2 separate regions of the Mus musculus genome follow, and region 2 is linked to region 1. Evidence: chromatin contacts called from public HiChIP or PLAC-seq data. All regions are on one chromosome and are shown on one strand. The core of a region is the stretch at or near the end of the contact, and the rest is flanking DNA. Distances in the headings are between cores, read along the strand shown.

Region 1 (3,044 bases), core at 542-3,041:
GGACTACACAGAGAAATCCTATTTCGAAAAACCAAAAAAAAAAAAAAAAAAAAAAAAAAAAAAAAAAAAAAAAAAAAAAAAAAAAGGAGAGAGCGAAATCAACTGAGAGGAGGAACAATTTATTTTGATTCTGGTTCTCAGAGGTTTCAATCCACAGCTACACTGAACTATCAGCTGGGGACGGAGACTTTTCCTGTCCAAGCCATATTTAAACCAAACCCTTCTGACCTGTAGCAGTCTCTCCGAGACGCACTTTGCTTGTGACTTATCTGCCTTTGCATTATTATCCTGCTCCCTGCCCCAGCCTGCACCCCAGCATGTGAGTTCTCAGACATCACAGGTAAGATGCTTAGACTGGAGCCCGATGGCCGTCACAGGGCCAGGGCCTGAGGTTCATCTCTGTCACCGTGATTAAAAAATTCCTGACACAAAACAACTTGGAGGAAAAAGTTTATTTAAGCTCATGGTTCCAGATTGCAGTCCACCATCTCAGGGAAGCCAAGATGGCAGAAACTTAAAATGATCAAAATGGTTAGCCCACTGCATGCACGGTCAGCTTGCCCTCTCTGCTCTTATGAAATCCAGGACCCAAACCCAGAATGGTTCGATTATCCACATCAATTAATAAAATTAAGACCAACCCACCATGGACACACCCAGAAGCCAACCTGACCCAGAAAGTCTTTTGGTGAGACTCTCTTTCTAGATGCTTCTAGGCTGGGTCAAGTTGACAATGAAAACTAGCTCTCACAGTTCAGCTGGCCATGCAAAAAAGGAAGGACCATGGTCGGGCCAGTTCCTGAGGCAGGGCAGGAAGGACTCCTGGACATGCCTACTGGACATTGACCCAGACTCTGATCTTATGACTTCCTTGCCTGTGCTGTCATGACTTTGCTTTGTCATCTTGAGGAGCTGCTTGCTGTCTTGTCTCTGAGCTTCTCTTATGGCAGACACATGGGCAGGGTGGCCAGGGCATCCTACAAAGGACCACAAACCAGGTGTCTTAGTGAACAGAGCTGGACTTTCACAGCCGTGGATGCCAGAAGACTGGAGTCCACACTTCCTATGAAGCTGATGGTAGAGAATCCTTTCTTGCCTCGTCACAGCTTTTGGTGGTGGCCAGAGACCCTTGGCTTTGCCAGCTTGTGACTGTACCAATCTGATCTCTGCCTCTGCGTATGGCCACTCCCCCCTCCCCCCAGCACCTTTTCTTGCAAGCACATCAGTCATATTAAACCAGGGTTTCACCTGCTATACCAATGGCTTCATCTCATCCCATTATATCCATCACAGTTCTCCAGTAAGGGCACAGTGGGAAGCACTGTGTTAGCGCTTCAGTACATTTTTTGGATGGAGTGGGTGACACAATTTGATTCCTAACAGCTGGGGTGGTGGTGGTGTCAGGGGCCCACAAAGAGGATTAGAAAGCCTGAGGACAAGTCCTCACACCATGCTCATCAAACATCCTGATGTCTTTTTTTCTCCCTGCCACAGAACCCAGTTGGCGTAGGCCGCTATCTCAACACCACGCTGATGGAGTCCATAGACCGAAGGCAGCGATACCGTTCTCTGTACATGAGTGAGCCCAAGCGATACCTGCAAGACCTAACCCGAGACAGACTCATGCAGTGAGTATAGCTGGAGCTCTTGGAGGGGTTTGAGGGGAGGTAGGATGACTCTTTGGTGGCCTGGAGAGGAGGCTTGCTTGGTTTCCACGCTAGCCATTTGGCAGACACAGTTTAGATCTTGGTTCAGCCTCTGATTGGCTGTGTGAAGAGGGGCAGCCTCTGATTGGCTGTGTGAAGAGGGGCGTGCTGCTTTCCTCTGAGCTTCAGTCTGCGCCCTACTCCCTGGCCCTCTGGTGTCTCGCTGGCGCAGCCCCTGCCTAAAACCTTTCCACAAGCTAAGCTGCTGTCTCCAGTTCAGGGAGAAGGAGGTGAGAAGCCAGCGTGGATGGATCTGGTACAGATTTCCATCTCCGTTTTCAGTGTTGGTCTCGGGCCTGCAGCCAGAGATCCTGGAACCAGCAATTTCTGGGCCTCCCTAGGGTCTGTGGCAGAGCCTGGACTCCCCCCCTGGCCCAGATTTCTCTTTTTGCCTTCGCAGCTCTGCTGACCCCACCCCACCCCCTGCCCCCACCCCCCACTCCGGCACTGTCCATTTTCTCAGACACATTAACCCCCACACCTCTTCTCTCTCTATTGTTTGCCTATCCTTTAAGGACTCCCTTAAACATCATCTGGTGGATCTCAGGTGGGAGCAGAGATGAGTGTACATATCACTTGCGCTTTTTCTTTTATTTATGTATTCAGTTTTTCAAGCCAGGGTTTCTCGGCGTAGCTCTAGATGCCCTAGAACTCTCTGGAGTCCAGGCTGGCCTTGAACTCAGATATCCATCCACCTGCCTCTGCCTCCCAAGTGCTAGAATGAAAGCCACTACTGCCCAGCTAATTTTTAAAATAATAAAAAAAAAGATTTATTTTATGTGTAAGGATGTATGTATGCGTTCCGAGTGTGTACCTAGTGCCTGTGGAAGTCAGAAGAGGGCATCAGATTGCTTGGAACTAGCGTTGAGGTCGGTTGTGAGCCACCACGTGGGTTCAGGGAGGGTCAGCAGAGCTTCGAAGGCAAAAAGAGAAATCTGGGCCAGGAGGGAATCCAGGCTTTGCCACAGACCCCAGGAACTGAACCCAGGTTCTCTGTAAGAGCAGCAAGTGCTCTTCCCAGCCGAGCCACCTCTCCATCCTTCACCTGTCATTAAGGAACACTAACACGTTTAGTGTAGAAAAGCACTTCTCCCCTTTCTGGCCAAGGTGCTCAGCCTTATTTTACACATATTGAACCAAGATCAGAGAGGGAAACAAGGAGATAGGTTGACAGGAGTCATACGGCTGGCAAGAAGCAGAGCAAAGACTAGAAGCCAGTCCTTTCTCTTCTAGGTCTGTGACTGTGCTCCCATGGCAGGCCCTTGGGAGGATTTAGGATCGTAGGAAGGGTCAGGCCTGGATGTTCAAAGGGCTGTGTGTGTGTGTGTGTGTGTGTGT
Region 2 (3,352 bases), core at 522-3,021, 530 kb before region 1:
TTTGGTAACTAATGGATTTCATCCTGGGTGATAGAAGGAAGACGGGCGTGCAAGCCAGTAAGCAGCACTCCTCCATGGTCTCTGCACCAGCTTCTGCCTCCAGGTTCCTGACTTCCTTTGATGATGAGCAATGATGTGGAAGCCTAAGCCAAATAAACGCTTTCCTCGTCCAAGTTGCTTTGGTCTCGGTGTTTGTCACAGCAATAGAAACTCTTACTGAGCCGGGTGTCGTGGCCACACTAAGTGCCTAAGAAGGGCTGAAGAGAGAGAAATGAACTGGTCTGGGCTGTGACTACAACTCAGTGCTGGAGCCTGTGCCTAGCACGTGTAAGGTTCCCAGTTCAGTGTCCAGCACCAGTCAGTACATAAGTAAATAGGATTCCAATTTGGAAGGATGTTTTACCAGGGGAACTGCAGTGTATTGTGACAGTGATCAAGGAACGCTGAGGACATTGTTGCAGCCTAAAGAACTCTCAGTCTTTGCACTAAGGTTTTTTTATTTTCCCTGTGTGTGTGTGTGTGTGTGTGTGTGTGTGTGTGTGTGTGTGTGTGTGTGTTGGAGTAGGGGTTGCTTAAACTTGACATACCAACATAGCAGAGTGTCTTGGTTAGGATTACTGTTGCTGTGATGAAACACCCTGAATTACAGTTCACTTAGGGAAGCCAAGGCAAGAATTCAAGCAGGGCAGGAACCCAGAGGCAGGAGACACAGAGGCCATGGAGGGGTGCTGCTTACTGGCTTGCCTCCCCTGGCTTGTTCACCCTGCTTTCTTACAGAACCTAGGACCACCAACCCAGAGTGGTACTACCCACAGTGGACTAGGCCTTACCACAAAATAAGAAAATGCTCTACAGCCAGGTGTGGTGGCATATGCCTTTCTTTAATCCCAGCATTTGGGAGGCAGAGGCAGAGGAAGGCAGATCTGAGTGTGAGCCCAGCCTGGTCTACAGAATGAGTTCCAGGACAGCCAGAGCTACACAGAGAAACCCTTTCTTTAAAAAACAAAAAAGGAGGGAGGGAGGAAGGGAGGGCGGGAGAGAGACAGGCAGGCAGGCAGGCAGGCAGGCAGGCCATACGGACTTGCCTGCAGCCTGACCTTCCGCAGACATTTTCAGTTAAAGCTCCCTCCTTCAGATGACTACCTGGTGTTAAATTGACATAAACCAGCAGAGTGATTCCTAGGGAAAGGCAGCCCTGGCTACTAGGAGGTGGGCCTGGAAAAGTGGGCTTGGTTGGAAGTCCCTGACCAGCCACAGAGGCTGCCCTTGATTAGGTCTATGACCTCGGCCTGGCCTGGACCTGGGGCAGATCACCCGCACTGTTAGAGACCCTGTCCGGTTGGCTTCCCCATCCAGACTCAGCCAAGGAGTGTCTCTGCTGAAGGGAAGAATGCTTGAACTCTGGAGTCAGGCTGTGTCCAGCCCTGCCCCTTCAGTTGTGAAACTCCTCCTCAGATGTAAAACGTGATAATCAGTTACGAATATTAAACATGAGCATGATTTATAAACTGCTCTGTAAGCATCCCAGGGTCCAGACCAGCACATCTAAGATGTTATATGAAGTTAAAAGGCACGTTTAAAACAAAGAGGTACGCATCGTCACTCTGATTTATTATCCTTGGGCCCCCGCTTCCTGGTTGGTAAAGCACAGGGCCTGGTGCCGGTTTCCTGTTATAATGGCAAATATTACCACCCGGCAGGGGCTGTGAATGAGGTCCCTGTCACAAAGCACATGGCCTTGTTCCTTAATTGCCAGGGTGGAATTAATTTGCTCTTCCTGTTTCTCTTGTGACAGGAAGTAGATGTCCTTGAATTTCAGTTGATTAATGGAAGCCCCAGAGCAGAGAGCGCCAGCCTCTCTTGCTTTAATCCTTATGCAACGCAAGGCCCTAATTTGATAATTTTGCTGTTTTTCAGATGGATCACCTACTGGTTGAAAATATTGAGCGGGAAACGTTTCATCTCTGCTCCCGGCTCATTAACGGGCCCTACCGGAGGACGGTACGCGCTCTGGTCTTCACATTAAAGCACCGAGCTGAGATCCGGGAGCAGGTGAAGAGCGGAGCGCTGCCGGTCGGCACGTTTGTACAGACCCACAAAAAGTGACCCGGGGACGGGCCCAGCACCGGGCCTCGCGCCACCATTCAAAGCCTCTTTTGAGTTTGGGTGATGCGGATGTTGGCTGTGCTGGATATTCCCATGGTGCCATTCCTTCAGACAGAACGTGGGGAGCCCTGGGAGATAGGCCTGTGGGGGCGGCTTCATTAGCTGCCTTGCGCTGGCGCTGCCTGACGGGATGAACGGGGCTGTCACTGGGAAGTGCCATCCAGTCACCATCACCCAGCACAATGGAAGGGTGACAGGTTTCACTGTGAGCTTGCCAAGGACACCTCTAAACTCCCCCATGTCAGCAGATGAAGTTACCACTTTATTTCGCCACCCTGCAGGTAACTGAAACTCAATTACCGCTGCTCCTCACGCGGTTCCAGCCCCCTGAGTTTAGACAGCTCCGAAGCCTCTCAGAACTCCCGTCTGCTCTCTTTGCTCTACCCCAGGGGTGAGCCCACTGGAGCCTGCGACCAGCCCTGCTTGCCACCGCTCACTTATCTGAGCCTTTCAGCTCTCCCTGGAAGACCTTCGGGGAGGGGCTCCTGAGCCCCCATGCTGAGGCCTCTAATGAGGAGCTGGCCTGAAGCCTCCCTGCACCTCGGGGTTCATTTGAATACAGCCTCTGTTGAAGATGCATAATGAAATTTCTCTTGCAGTGACTTACTGCTGTAAGAAGAAAAATGCATACGTGAAGATTTTCAATGAAATACATCTACATGTGTCTGCTTGGATGATTATGTAAATGGTACTTGCTCTTTAAAAAGTAATAATAAACTGAGATGTACTAAAACAAGAGGCATAGTTTCCCCCATGAAGCATACTACAGAACTGAGCATGATGGCTCCTGCCTGTAATCCCAGCACTCAGGGGTCTGAGACAGAAGGATTGCTATGCGTTTGAGGCCACTTTGGGCTATGTAGCAAGTACCAAACCAGTTGGAGCTATATAACAAGACTCTGTCTCCAAAAGGGGGGTGGGGGCGGGGAGGAGGGGAGGAAAGAGGAGGTTGGAGCAGGAAAAGGGAAAGAGCGTGGACAGAGTAAATGGGGTAGAAAGGAGGCAGCTGGTAAAGTTCATGGTGGGATGAGAACTGGAGGGAGGCCAGGTTGGTGGCACACACCTTTTATCCTAGCACTTTGGAAGCAGAGGCAGACCAGCCTGTTCTACATAGTGAGTTCCAAGATAGCCAGGGCTACATAGTAAGATCCTGTCCCAAAACACACGCAAACACATACACAGAACC

What was found. HiChIP or PLAC-seq counts read pairs in DNA pulled down with a chosen protein or histone mark.
Region 2: an H3K4me3 HiChIP or PLAC-seq map of forebrain shows a contact between it and region 1, with 4 times the contacts expected there. The contact joins two enhancer-like sites. A contact is called at or near these places in 13 of 39 promoter capture datasets (the C10 cell line, the HPC-7 cell line, cranial neural crest and 9 more), 2 of 15 datasets of contacts at CTCF or cohesin (the NIH/3T3 cell line and large pre-B cells), 7 of 484 Hi-C or Micro-C datasets (cerebral cortex, cortical neurons, embryonic limb bud and 2 more), 7 of 115 datasets of contacts at active chromatin or transcription factors (T-cell acute lymphoblastic leukemia, embryonic basal ganglia, embryonic hindbrain and 3 more) and 2 of 9 other capture datasets (embryonic stem cells and liver).

The regions. Positions count from the first base shown.
Region 1 is chr4:106,605,873-106,608,916 of GRCm38.p6, reverse strand. It overlaps Lexm (lymphocyte expansion molecule), which reads left to right. Exons shown (of 10, transcript NM_183182.3): 9 at 1,495-1,628. Among named protein-coding and RNA genes, the nearest start is that of Lexm, 9.8 kb to the left of the region's middle. Within about 2 kb of position 1,791, at least 50 of the 459 cell types and tissues checked have an H3K27ac peak or open chromatin away from gene starts, as enhancers often do. A contact at or near this core is called in cerebral cortex, embryonic limb bud and forebrain, where this site is marked.
Region 2 is chr4:107,138,365-107,141,716 of GRCm38.p6, reverse strand. It overlaps Tceanc2 (transcription elongation factor A (SII) N-terminal and central domain containing 2), which reads left to right. Exons shown (of 5, transcript NM_025617.2): 5 at 1,918-3,352. The coding sequence ends at 2,106. Among named protein-coding and RNA genes, the nearest start is that of Tceanc2, 38 kb to the left of the region's middle. Within about 2 kb of position 1,771, at least 43 of the 459 cell types and tissues checked have an H3K27ac peak or open chromatin away from gene starts, as enhancers often do. A contact at or near this core is called in cerebral cortex, embryonic limb bud and forebrain, where this site is marked.